Linked DNA regions of Mus musculus: region 1 is linked to region 2. A link is a contact called in public HiCAR-type data. All regions are on one chromosome and are shown on one strand. The core of a region is the stretch at or near the end of the contact, and the rest is flanking DNA. Distances in the headings are between cores, read along the strand shown.

The links. HiCAR-type assays count read pairs that join an accessible place to other places.
Region 1: a HiCAR-type map of astrocytes shows a contact between it and region 2, with 2.9 times the contacts expected there. The contact joins two enhancer-like sites. A contact is called at or near these places in 1 of 484 Hi-C or Micro-C datasets (the C10 cell line) and 1 of 115 datasets of contacts at active chromatin or transcription factors (astrocytes).

Annotation. Positions count from the first base shown.
Region 1 is chr1:169,238,559-169,245,368 of GRCm38.p6, reverse strand. No RefSeq gene overlaps it. Among named protein-coding and RNA genes, the nearest start is that of Gm34421, 13 kb to the left of the region's middle. Within about 2 kb of position 2,683, at least 1 of the 459 cell types and tissues checked has an H3K27ac peak or open chromatin away from gene starts, as enhancers often do.
Region 2 is chr1:168,245,796-168,252,717 of GRCm38.p6, reverse strand. All of the region lies in intron 2 of Pbx1 (pre B cell leukemia homeobox 1), which reads left to right. Among named protein-coding and RNA genes, the nearest start is that of Gm51671, 97 kb to the left of the region's middle. Within about 2 kb of position 5,582, at least 55 of the 459 cell types and tissues checked have an H3K27ac peak or open chromatin away from gene starts, as enhancers often do.

The DNA of each region.
Region 1 (6,810 bases), core at 1,434-3,933, 1.0 Mb before region 2:
AAGTTAAAGTACATGATGTAGGCATCTTGCTACTTGTGAAACTGGGATAATTTGAAACTCTTGGTTTTCTTTTGTTGCCTTTTCTCCATTCATCTGTCCCAGTTTTTCTCATTCAGTATAGAGTAATATAGCTTATCCCCACTAAGCCAAAATCTGGCAAAGCATCTCTAGATCTTGGTTCATTCACATCTCTTTCCCACATCCACACCAGTGATAACCGCATAGGATAACACCTCCAAATATGTCTATAGTGTACCCATTTTCATCACAACCACTGCTCTCATCTACCTGTTCCTACACCACTATACTTCTCAATTGAAAACTGTAGTAACATCCCAACTGGACTTCATCTTTCTATCTGGTTGCTCAGGATAACCAGGGTCTTTTAATAAGAAGTTTCCCATCTCAATAAAGATAAAACGCTAGTTCTTTCCCAACCTATAAGATACTACTGTCTTTTGCTGATACATGCCTAACTCAGTGTGCCTCCTAGACTCTTTCTTGGTGTCTTCCCATGTCCCTTCTTGTGTTCACCAGGTGTCAAGTAGGCTCCTACTTTAGGATCCTTGCCATTTTGTTCCTCTCCCTGACCATCCTTTTCCCAGTCGAATTCTATTTCTCAGAACCTCATCTGCCATACAGTGTAGCATGGCATGTCTGTTCTCCATGCTTATTGGTATGTTGCATGTTTTTTTACTTTCTTTACTTCCTTCTACTAACCAGCTCCCAAAGAAGTGTATGTGGAGGAGAGAGACAGACAGATAGATAGATAGATAGATAGATAGATAGATAGATAGATGGATAGATAGATGGAGAAAAGGGAGCTCCATGAGGGAAGTATTCATGCTCACTCTATTCCTGGGTATTAAACATACAATAGGCAGCTGGCACAAGTAAGTTTTGCATGCACAAACGAACACATAAATACATGAATGGCTGTCTTTTATTATTTAACCGTGAAGCCATCATTTCCATGACAATTTTTCATTTTCATTGTTGAGGTCAGAATGAGTAACCTTACATTTTCCATATGTCACTGTAGTAACTTGAACTTCTAGTTCAATGATTTGGGTGTTCTGTTAGTTTTAATGTCTGAAATTGGAATAGCTGCTTTCAGTGGCCAGCTTTTGGCTTACTTACTTGTCTCTAAAGGTTGTCATTTGCTGTCACTGTATCCATATATCTACCATTATTTAATTCATTTTTCCTGTTTGCTTGACCTTCTGTAAGATTTTATTATATATTTGAGCATTTCCCACATATTTGATGATCATGACCTTAGTGTGCCCGACTGAAGGTCAATGCTGATATTATTTAATAACCACAGAAGTGCCACCTCTATGCCCAAACTCTTCTGGCTGCCGTTTTATCATCTGTCTTCTTTCCCTCTGGATGGAGATATTGAAGTCCTTTTTGAATTGACAGAGGCTGATGTAAAATAACTTTGCCACTTACATTTTGTGAGTGATCCTGTCTCAAGTGTTTTACAAAATGGCAGCGATATAAGATCGCTCACTTTCTTTTCATCTGCTAATTTTGAAATTACGCTGTAAAAAGCTATGAAGTTCGCTGGCTGTGATTTGTTCTTTATATGCCCTTGCTACTTAATCTTCATGAAGCACTTATTAAGATGCTGAATGATCCTTAAACAGATCTCCTCCTTTCTACAAAAGGCACCAAATGGAGTATGCATAACAACATCAAACGCGATGGACAGAATGACAGCTACCTAGACATGAAGATGCAAAGGCCATGGAGGACAGGGATGACCTACCAAGGTTGCCTCCAATTATTTACCCTGGTTAATAACCAGCTTAGAACTCCCAACTTTACCTGAGTCTTCTGGTCCTTGTTATAGAATCAATAAGACCAATAGACAGATTCAGATTTATTTAGTCATCTCTCTTATTTGCAGGGTCCCAAGTGTTTGTATTTGTTGTTTTTGTTTTCTTTTGTTTGTTTACTCTTAGGATTTTTTCTTTTTTCTATTTTTTTGGGGGGGATGCTATTTTTGTATGTTGGTGTGTGTTGCAAGATGAATCACTGATTGATATTAAGAAGATGATTAAGTCCCTTCATGGGACTTCTAAGTTTGCTGCCTATTTGAGTAGTTGTAGGTTAAGTGGTGTAATTTTTTTTCCCTATGAGACCAAAACTACTCTATGCTTTTATGTCACATGGTCTCTGTTGCAACATCTCTGTTGGCTGTTGTAGGATGGAGCAGCCACATGTAAATAAGTATGTTTCACTACTTTCCAATACAACTTTAATTACAATAGAGGCAACTGGCCAGATTGACTTGTGAGTCATAAAGTGATGAATTCTACTTTGGGTGGTTTTGAGACAACTTCCTTGTGTCTGATTTTAGTTGTTAGCTTTGGCCATTGAAAAGGAGTTCTTTTACTCATGGTCAGGGACTCCTCTAGTCCGGGCTGTTCTGCTTGAGATTATAGAATGGAACAGACCCTATTGCTATCACTTGGATGGGTATTTTCCATTTGAGCTCAAACCTGAACCAAAGAACAAACGTTGAGAAAGGAATTTCCTTTGAAATCGGAAGGCACAAATGAATTACTCTCCAGGTAAATAACTAAAGTTTGCAAAACAAATATTTATTCTACTGTGAGTGAACAAGTTGAGGGCTCAGGTAATTGAGGCAAAGAGCAGATATAAGAGCCCATGTGCCTCTTTTCCATCTAAACATTGCTTCTTTATTTGACCTCATTCCTAATCCCACACTGTCACATGTTTGAGTTCTGTCACTTCCAATTGTGTCCTTGTGTTGGAAGGAAGTCTCTACATGCTCAAACGGGAAGTCCTTTGGGGACTCTACTAAAAGTTGAATTATGAACAGAGCTGTCAGTCAAAATTTTCCTTTTGTGGACAATATGGGCTAAAAGGGTTGTTCACCTGTCATTCATTTCGGACACAAACATTTTTGAAAACCCAGAATGCATAATGAATTCAGACCTTCAACTACTACATGCCTTTTTTTTTCTTGTTTAATCTACTGTTCTAGTCAGGAGGCCACCAGGGTTAACAGTCCCACTGTTACTTTCAAGAAAATGCACTTGCTAGTTGACCAACCTTTTCAGTTTTGGGATCCTTGAGTTTGTGAAATGGGTAGCAAAGAAAGTTGTTTCCTACAAGAAAAGTAATGAAGCTCTCTGGACTGTACCTGGAAGTCATCAAAGACTTAGGAAGACAAGAACGGCCCTCACTGGAATGACCTGAACACTTAGTTGTTACTTGAACTTGGACTATGTCCTCCTTATAACCATGGGCCCTCATTTAATCCCCTGCCAGTGAAGAAGCTATTGTTGTCCTACTTCACAGATTAGGAAGCTAAGCCTCACCCCTTACTGTTATTTCAAGTTTTTCAAGATTTGGAAGAGAGAGCAAGTCTCTAATTCTATGCCTAGCATTCTTAAACAATTGTTACATACTGCTGTTTCTTAAATGGTCCTCATCAGAAATAATTTCGTTTTTTGATATCTGAGTTTCTCAATTGGGTACTAGTTGCCTCATCGACTGTATTTGGTGTGGGAGAAGTTTCAGTTGCAGAAAACAGCATTGTATTAAATGACTCTAGTTTTCAAGAGAATAGTATTCTAGAATTAATACACTGTCTTATTTAATATTCATTTTTCTCCATTTTAAATCTAAATGCCACTAAATATTCTGTATTTTAATTAATCTAGTAATCTCCAGTTTGTTATCATACCATGAATGTGTAATAAAAAAACCTTTATTGTCTTTCTAAGTTTTCTTTACCACTACGGGGAAGAGTCAAGACCATACTCACATTTAGTGTACACACATTCTTAAATCCCTGTGGATGCTAGCAGGTGACAGCAGTGGGTGTTACTCCTCAGGAGCCAACCACCTTATTTTTAGAGACAAGTTTCTCTTTGGACTAGAACTTACCAAGTAGGGAAGGTGGCTAGACAAGGAGCCATGGGACTTGACATGTCTCTGTCTTTCCAAAGCTGGGAATAGAAGTATGTTTCCACAACCAGCTTTCTGATGTGGTTTCAGGGGGGATCTAACAGGTTATGCTTCAAAGATAAACCTTTCACCCAGAAAGCTATCTCCCCAGGTCTTCGATCTTTGGATTTAAATCCTCAGCTTCTTCTGATAGACTTTGTCCTAAGAGACAGTGGAGAGGCTTGTTGCAGAAGCAAGGAAACCACGGTTTCACAAGGTGAGTTTTCAAAGTCAGAAGAAGAAGCAACCAGGGACAGAAACACAGTGTTCCTCAGCTCAGTCTATAGACTATCTCTCCAACTCATACATAACTTATTCTTAGCTCTTAAAATTTAAGGTTTCAGTTATTAGGCATTAAAGTCCTTGCCTTATAAACACTATGTTTGCTTATTACAGCATTTTATTTTTCAAATAATGTTCTCTCTAGATTGGGAGGTATTCATGAGTTTCCACATTCTCCGTTGTAGCCTGCCTACTTTAGAATTCTCTGTGGTCTGCCTGAAATGTCAGCAATCCCCCTTCTGCCTTTGTAGTCTCTACAGAGCAGTTCCCACAATTACTATGGTTTATGATGCACTAATTTACCTGGCTGGTTAGGAAAGGTCTGGGGGCTAGATTCTAAAAATAAGCTATCTGGAAGTTGGTCTAACAAGAAAAATAGTCTCATTAGAAACCAGAAGGGGAAAAAATGCACTCAATGTAGTCTCTCTCCTAGCTAGGGCAGCTTCCAAATGTTAGGACAGGAAAGGAGGGCAATGCTCCCTCCCAGTGGAGCTGAAGCCAGAATAATGAGGAGAGGGATAGAATTATCCAGACTGGAATTTGGCCAAGACCTAGGGCTTCCACCTGTGCAAGCTGGAGTCATATGACCGAGGAACTAATTGTAGTTTCCTTCTTTCTGGAAAGCTCCTTGCCGATGGATGTAGCTAACTGCTTTCCTTTGAGCTGACACCACTTGGCCAAACTCATCAGAGAAGTGTTTTCTTGAGTTGTGTCTGCTAACTCCAAGCTGGTGGGTGTTTTTCATTTTCATTAGTCTTTTGCCAGTGGTTCCATGTCTGTCTGAAGAGTTAAAGCATTAGCTTTCAACTTGTGAGCTGTGACTCCTTTGACAAACCTCTATCCCTAAAAAATAAAAAAATAAAAAATAAAAATAAAAAGATTCCTAACCATAGCAAACTTACAGTTATAAAGTAGCAGTGAAAATAACTTTATGGTTGGGGGGGTGTCACCACAACATGAGGTAAAGAGGAACCTTATTAAAGAGTTGCAGCATTAGGAAGGTAGAGAAAGACTGGGCTAAAGTGTCCTCCAAATTCATGGCTTGGAAGGACGTGTGCATCTGCCTTGGCTTATCCCCACTTCTGTGTATCTTTTCGCCATTTCACTCATGCATCTCTCATCCTCTGCTGTCATCGATGCCAAGAGAGGGACATTCACCTGTATGGCTCACTGGAATGCAGAAGATGTTCGGCCCCAGAACTGGAGCCACACTTCCAAATTCCTGCAGTACCCGTCCTTCCTCTTTCAAATCAGCCCCACCTTCTGCTTTCCATGTTAAGCACCTATTCCGTATCTTGCTCTCTGCTCCTCCATGTGGGTCCTTCCACATACACAGGTAGCTAGATATAGAAACGTGTATTTGTGAAATTAAACCTAGGTTCTGCACATGAGAGGAAAGTGAGATTTTCCTCTCCATGTCTGGCTCATTTCACTTACTGGTTCCAGTCTCAAACATGTTCCAGAAAATACCCCAACTCGAGGTATCGTCTCAGCTTCCTTGCCCTTCCTGTCTCTGTGCCCAGGCAAGACTGGTAGGAGCGCCATCTTTCCGAACCTCTCCTCATGCAGCTCCCTCTCTGACCTATCTCCAACAGATTCCGAGGAACCATTTTTCTGGAATGCTTGCAATCCACTTTGCTGAAGTCTGCTAATTCAAACCATTAACACCCTTGGTCAGAAATAGCTCAGAACCTTATGGAGAACTCAGGAATGGAAACTGTCTGGCCACAGCTATGGGGAAGATATTAATATTTTCCTTCATAGTACCTCTCTTTCTCAATGTCCCTTCTATTGCTATCTGCACTTCTCCCCAACACCAAAAAATTTTTTTTTCTGTGTGTGAAGTCTATACAAGAAACTTGAAAGTCAGTCAAAAACCAGTGCAGAAGATCAGCCCCAAAGGGACAAAGCCACCACTTTCATGTGTCTATGGGTGCATCTTCTATTTTTTACAGTGTACATAAACACAAGGCCCTTGTTTTTCAGAGATCTGAAATTGTTAATTGTCGATAAGGTGGTCCAGGTTTGTTGCTGTGGCTGAGGAAGGCAGGGAAAGGGTTAACTCTCCTTCCCTCTCTCCAACTCTCTCTTCCCTGGGTGAGCTTTGGGGCAAGGGGGAAACTTTGTTAAGCTTCCAGATTTCTCTGCATTATGTCCAGGTGGCATGACGTGTGAACAGACGAAAAGATTAAAATCACCGAGGAAATCGCTCTGTCTGAGTCCAGATCACGACGCCTTGCGGTGACCCAGCGACCCAAGTCCTATCTGTCAACTTGTCCTTCCAGCGACTTCTCACCCCATGCTCCGTGGCTGCTACTCTAGGGGGTAAAAAAAGAGTCAGGAATTAGAAGGAGGGGGAAGGAAGGCGAGAGGAAGCAAGGATAAAATACTGCCTTATTACCGAGGACTCAGCGACGCGGGTCAAACGCAGGGCACGGGACCCTTTTAACAAACCAAATACTTTTTCCAGACCTTCATTCCCTAAGGATTCTGCAGTCTTGATTACAACTCTCAGGTCCCTTAGGAAATCCGAGGCCTGTG
Region 2 (6,922 bases), core at 4,333-6,832:
AGGGACAGTCTGTCATGATGTGGAAGGTGTGACAGAGCATCTTCCATGGTGGCAGGAGCGTGAGGAGCTCATGTGTTTTGGTGGATCAGGAAGCAGAGAAAGGATCAGAGGTTGAGAGGTTCTCCTACAGTGTGCCCACTGCCAGCCAGGCTGTTTCAGAGGTGCAGCAACCTCTCGGAATAATGCCAGACTCAAAGAATGCCAGGCTCAAACCATACTGATGTGTTCGCATCTCATCCGGATCCACCCAGTGCTAAAAACATTACAAAAGAGCATGTCACACATGAGAAAAGTCGTGTTAATGCTGCCCCCAATGAAACTTTTAAATATCCCCTTATGTTTTTATCCCTTTGCACACACTTAGATAGTTTGACATTAGTTATTAGATATTACATAGTTTTAATGGAAACAGACCCAGCAAACTCATTAAAACAGGATAAGAATTTTGTATGTTGCTGTTACTTTCAACAATTATTTTTAACAGCTACTCAATGTTCCTCAGTTATAAGTGCCATTGCCCTAGACTAGGAACTTGTTAATAAGTAGCATTTATTCCGATAGCTGGTATTGGGAAGACACCGGGAGGAAATGGTGCATTTTTGGCTCTTTTCCCCTTTTCCTTCAAACCCTTGTCAACAGAACAGCAGTTGACTAACATGTTCAAGTATTAGGTTTTTAATTGCTAAAGGTTTTCAGCAGATTTGAGTAACTTCCAGTTTTTAGCCAAGTTCTTCCATATTGGGACTTTACAGAAGGAGTGTAGCTGGGGGCAGCTATGGAGATGCATCTGGGAAAGAGAAAGAGGAAGCCTGTCATCGATAAAGTGTGTGGGCACGTCCTAGGAAAGTCATGGGCCAACAGGCCAGTGTATGAGGTCAGCTGTCTGGTGATGAGTCCCATTATTTGATGGATAAAGAGTCAGTATCTGGGAATGACCTCGAATGAATAGATGCAAACCATTCTTACTCTAAATAAAATGTTTAGAATTTAAACAAACTTGAATAAGGGAAATGTATATTGCCTTTCATGGTGTTTTACTCCTTCCTTAAAAAAAAACAAACTTCAAATGTAATAAACATTTATGATAGAGCAAGTGGTTGTGCTCTTAATTTCCTTAAAGGAGAGTTCTTGCTGGGAGCGAGAAGTGGTGGAAGTGATTTCCTGAATACTCACACCTAACCATGTGGTGACCTTTCTTATTAAAATGCATGTATATGTGTCTTTGTATATGTAGAAAATATCAGAGAATGCAGTATTTAGACCACATTAGTGAGGGTAAAAATCTACAGATAAACTATATCATTTATGGTTATGATATGGCTACTGTCAAAATAATATGCTATTTTGACAGTTGCTTTATCTTTGCTCTCACTGAGTCTACAATAAGAAACTAGTTTCTTAGCAACTAAAATATAGTCTCAAACAGAAGCATTTAAAAAAAAAACCTATAAAAGAGGGGGAAAAAAAACAATCTCCATCGCTGGTGCCTGGGCAAGCTTTTCCTGTTGCGTGGGAATGAGATGAAATTGATCTGAAGTAGTAGGGTATCCCCCTGCTGGTCCTCCGCCCTTGGATAGCATCCTCAGTGGAGGCAGCTGCTTTTCAGAGCACCTGGATGCTAAAACAAAATGTAGCTTGCAGAAGATTTAGGGAAAGACTATCATTATCTTTCTTTTCTTTCCTTCTTTTAGATGTCTTTTTATTAAGCAATTGTTTCTTATTTTTCAGACTAGAAAGTTACTAATATATAAGGAATGGAAAGGCTGTATTCACATTAATTTCCATGGTGACTGCTAGCTAGTGTCTTGTGTAGCCCCTGTTTTTAAAATGGTAGCCCAAGGAAGCAAGGCATTGGTGGGGGAAGAGGAATTACCTGCATCAGGACTATTGTGTTGTGTCTTTATTTAAAGCTCTAGTAAAACAGTCCTCAAAATATCGTCTCAGGATCTCCTGAGCCTTTCCTGTGAAGACCACAAGGTCAACACTGTATTGATAATAATGTTAATTAGAGTATTGACTTTTCTCCTATGTGTGTTTGTGTGTGTGAGAGAGAGAGAGAGAGAGGGAGACAGAGACAGAGACAGAGACAGAGACAGAGAGACAGAGAGAGAGAGAAAGAGAGAGACAGAGAGACAGAGAGAGAGAGAGAGGAGACAGAGACAGACAGAGACTTTTCCAGTGACCAGGGATTGGTTAAAGAGACAGAAATGAGAACCCAGCTGTCTTCTATTAAGTCAGAAAACAGAGACTTGCAAAACTGTGAAACAATTCCACCATTACTGCTGGTTTTTATAAATACCGTTTATATAAAAATGTATTGTGTATGTTAAAATGATATTTTATTTTGGATGTATTAATAACTATTCAAAATTTTCCTACTCTCCGATTTTTAACAAAGCATTAATAGGCCTAGCCTATGTAAACATTCTCTCAATATTGAAGTCTCATTTTTTTAATATTTAAGTATCAATTTTTAAATTTCTTGGTTTTTTCTTTCTGTTTATGAGTGTTCTGCCTGCACATATCTATGTGTACCACATGAATGCCTGGTTCCCGAGGAAGTCAGCAGTAAATGTTGGATCTCCAGAATGTGGAGTAACAACTCGTTAGGAGCCATCATAAGGGACTGACCTTAAGTCTTGCAAAAGCCACAAGTGCTCTTACATGCTGAGGCAAACTTCCTGCCCCTAAGTATTGATTTTTAAACCTGTAAATGGATCCCCAGGCCAAAATATTTAGAATACTGTCTAAAACCGTGAAGCCCATACCTGTGCATGACTCGGGGCTGCTTTATGCTTTTCAGATCTGTGGGTACTTCCAACGTGACCCTCCAAAGTCAGGAGTTCTAGAAGCTGGCAGGAAGTTTGTCTGTTAGGATTCTTCCAGAACTTTCTGTGTTGTCCACACTAGATTATTCTAAGAGACTCTCACCTCTCCCCACCCTCCAAATGTGACCCATCTCGCCCCATGATTTTCACAGCATCTCCAAGAAGCAGCGAGTGAGTGGTCTCTGCCACCTAGTGCCCCTCCCTCTGTAAAGTCTGAGATAGGGATTGCCATTCCAGAGCAAAGATAGGAGAAATAAGACATTAGGGGAGAATGCAGAATGTGGGTGGAGGAGAGGGGGGAATTGCTAATTAAGCTCTATTAAATATTAATTGAAATATAAATTCAAAACCTCACCAATTCATGACAGTTATACAATCTAATTAAGTGCTAGGGCCTGTTACCCCACAGTGTCACTCTGTGGATTAGGGAACACAGTGATTTTCTGCTCATAAGCACCATGAGGACTTTATTAATCCAAGGTATTTGCTAGTAAAGTAGATGGGGAAGTTGGCAATAATCAAGGTTTTTATGGAACATGAAAGAACTTGAGTGTCATTGTTGACACGGTGGAGATTTGGTAAATGGCTATGGTCCGATGAGTGGTGTTTGCCATGTCGTGCGGTTGAAGAGAAGAGATCCTTCCCCACCCAGACACATTTCTGTGGGTATTTTCTGTTAAGAGAATATATGGGCCTGGAAGAAATGGCTCCCTGGGGTACGGTTCTACATGTACAGGTATAAGGACCTAAGATCAAGTCCTCAACAAACATGGTTATATGTGCATGTGTAACCTCAGTGCTCTGAGGAGGCAGACAGAGAGCTCAGGGTTGCAGCCCAGTTCCTGATTCAGTGACGGACCCTATTTCTAAGGAATAAAGCAGAGACTGATAGACCCTGTTCTCCTCTGGCCTGTGTACAGATATATACCCAGCTGCATATGTGCACATACACACACACACACACACACACACACACACACACGGTGGGGGGGGGGCAAGGTGAGAGGGAGGGAGAAAATATGTCTTCAACCCCCTAGAAGCAATTCTATAAACTGAAATATAAATTTCAATTTTATAAATTACTCTTCAAGAGGGGAGGGAAAGACTTGTCCATATGTATATTTTGCCCTGGAATTTGCAAAGAAACCTTCTTTAAAATGGACTCAGAAGATGGGTGTAGGGGCGTTGCCAATGTGGCTGAGTTCTGTGTTTGGAAATGTGTTGCTGATGCACATGATGAAAGAAGAGCCCAGATGACCCTAACTCTTCAGGAAATGCAACCATCTATATCAGTCTTATCTCTGCTCTCAAAATGCTCTCAGAGAGTAAAACAAAATGGCCCTTGGTATACTCTCTCCGTTTTGTTTTTTTAAAGATTGCCTAGTAATTTTTAAAAAGTGCAAAAGATGTGTCTGAGATTTCCTTTTCAATTCTGGGTGTCAGTGTGTGTGTGTTTGTGCTTGCATATTTGATTGTGTGCATGTGTGAGTGAGTGTGTGCATGTGTATCTGTGTACAGGTGAGCCAGAATGACATTGAATGCCCTTTCTTCTGTCCCTCTCCACCTTGTTTTATGGAACAGAATCTCTTGGTACGTGTGGAGTTGGCTGATTGACTAAACTAGCTGGCCAGTGAACATGGATGAACAGTGAACATCTCCCCACCCCACCCCTTTAACCCCACCTTCAGTGCAAGGATTGTGGGTGCATACTGTCACATCAGTAATAGATATGTGGGTGCTGGGGATCCAAATTTACGATTTTTGTTTGGAGCGATGCAACTCAATTTAACACATCCAGTATAATGCTCCATGAGAATAGATTCACCCAGTGCTGCTTAGTCTATTTAACACATCCAGTCCAACTCAATGTAACACATCCAGTATAATGCTCCACAGGAATTGGTCCTCCCGTGGTCTGCTTACTGTATTTGTTGTTGCAGTTGCTTTTCGAGGGACTGTGTTGGTGAATGGCTCTTCTCCTTTCTTGAGACCTCTTTATCATTGTTTCTAGTGCATTATTTCCCAAGTTCAGAAGATGACATTTCAGTAGAAATGAGTTTTGTAGGACCACATTGGTCCCTTGACATGCAAGCAGACCCATTCCTAAGTGCCAACAGCCCTTGCCTGGTGGTTGCTGGACTCTCTGAACATTGGAAATGATCATGGATCCTTGTCCACAGGCCTCAGTGGCTGCCCAGCTGTCCTTGAAGGGAAAGGAAAACATGGAGCAGAATTGTGTCACAGATCACTCTGTTACTCCGTATGTTAGCAATTTTATTGTGGTCTCTTTTATTTCCTTTTCAATTTGAGCCTGGGCCGTTTTGTGAAGGAATGTGAATAGAGGCTCAGGGTCAGGAGCTGCCAGGAATGTACTGAGAGCAGTTTTCTGGCTCTCAGAAGGTGGCCCCCAGGCAGCCTGCAAGAGCCCAAGACAGGAGGGATTACCCTGACCACGTTGGGGACCAGGTCATTGCTCTTCGTCTTGTTTAGTGTGCAAATGGAAAAAGGGAGCCCCTTGGTTACTGGGTGGCCAGGTCTCTGGACACACTGACCTCTGCCAGAGGAGACTGAGCAAGGGCTGGGGGTTCAGGGCACTGGTGCCTGTGGCTGTCAATCCTGCTGCCCTGCTGGCCTGTGGACAGGAACATGGGTCCTAGCAAACAGGCAGAGAAGGCACCTTTCGGGAACTTGGCAAAGGCCTCCCTGTTCACTTTGGAATGTTTCTTTCCTTGAAGCCAGTGCTGGATCTTGGGTCTGTGCTGCTGACGTTTTAGAACATGAGAAAGAGCCGCGGCAGGAGCCAAGTATCTGCCAGACTGTGTCGGGAGAGCCTTTATCATTTCTGTCAGATACATCACAACTCGCTTGTCTTACCATACATCTTCCTAAATGTGACAGAATATTCAGCTGTTATTAATTGAATACTCTCTAATTTAACTGCTTAGCGGGAGAAAGAGTGACTGGTTTGTTTCAACACGTAAAACTGGCATCAACCTGTATGTGGCTTTCAGTTCAGTTGCATTGCAGGGACTGGAAGAGTTATTATTGTCTATTCACATGGCATGGCTACCCACGTTTTGCTAGAGTGGCTAAAATTCAGTTTATTGTTCTAAAATAGAGGGTGCTGTGGGAAAGAGAAAGGGAAAGAAGGAGAGATTACAAATGAACACACGTGAGTTTATGGGCTATTGTTATTATTGTTATCATCATCATGATGATTTCAGCCTGTTGTGCTCATATGTCACAACCTTTGAAATAGCTCAACACACCTGGATGGTGACACACTAGGGAGCTCTCTCTCTCTCTCTCGCTCTCTCTTAAGCTTAAAACACTGTACTTGGATATTCTGCCTTTGCCTTTCTAACAATTAAAATACACAGAGCCTCACATTACATCACTGTCCAGCTACCGTGATGTTAAAATGTCAAAGCCATCCCGACGAGACTAAGAGTTTTAGAGATAAGATTTTAAGAGACTAAAGGTGGATTTGGGCATAGGGGATACAGCTTGCCTCTCACCAGATCTTTGGTAAAAGAACAAGAAACTTGTCCATCTACCCTCTTTCTCTCAGCTACCCTAAGAAACATAACTGACTGAAGATCCCTTGTCATCCAATTTACGCGAGCCAGAGATCCTACAGAACTTGGGTGAATTTAAACAATACATTTATGGATACACAATTCTATTCCTTTAAAGATAAAAGGTGCACTCTGCTTCAAACTACATTAACATTTATTATCTTTTTCCTCAACAAAATGGATTTGAAGCATGGTAATAAGTAGAAGCCGGACTGGGCTTGGATAGAACACAGTAAATGAAACAAAACAAAGGGCGGTGTCCCTAACTGCCACAGAGGTCGCAGGGCATGCTTCAGCACTTTGCAGAGATGGATGAGAACTCTAAGGCTGAGGACAGGAAAGAGCATACCTACAGTCCTTTCAATCGCCCATCATGGGACTATTAGCTTGAGCGTTCTGGAAAATATTATTACCCCCAGGGCGCCATGTAACTCCCCGGCTCCTGACAAGCTGCCAACATGGCTTTCTCTGGGCTGCAAAGTTGGAGCTCCTCTGGCAGGCTGCCAGGGTTTTAAG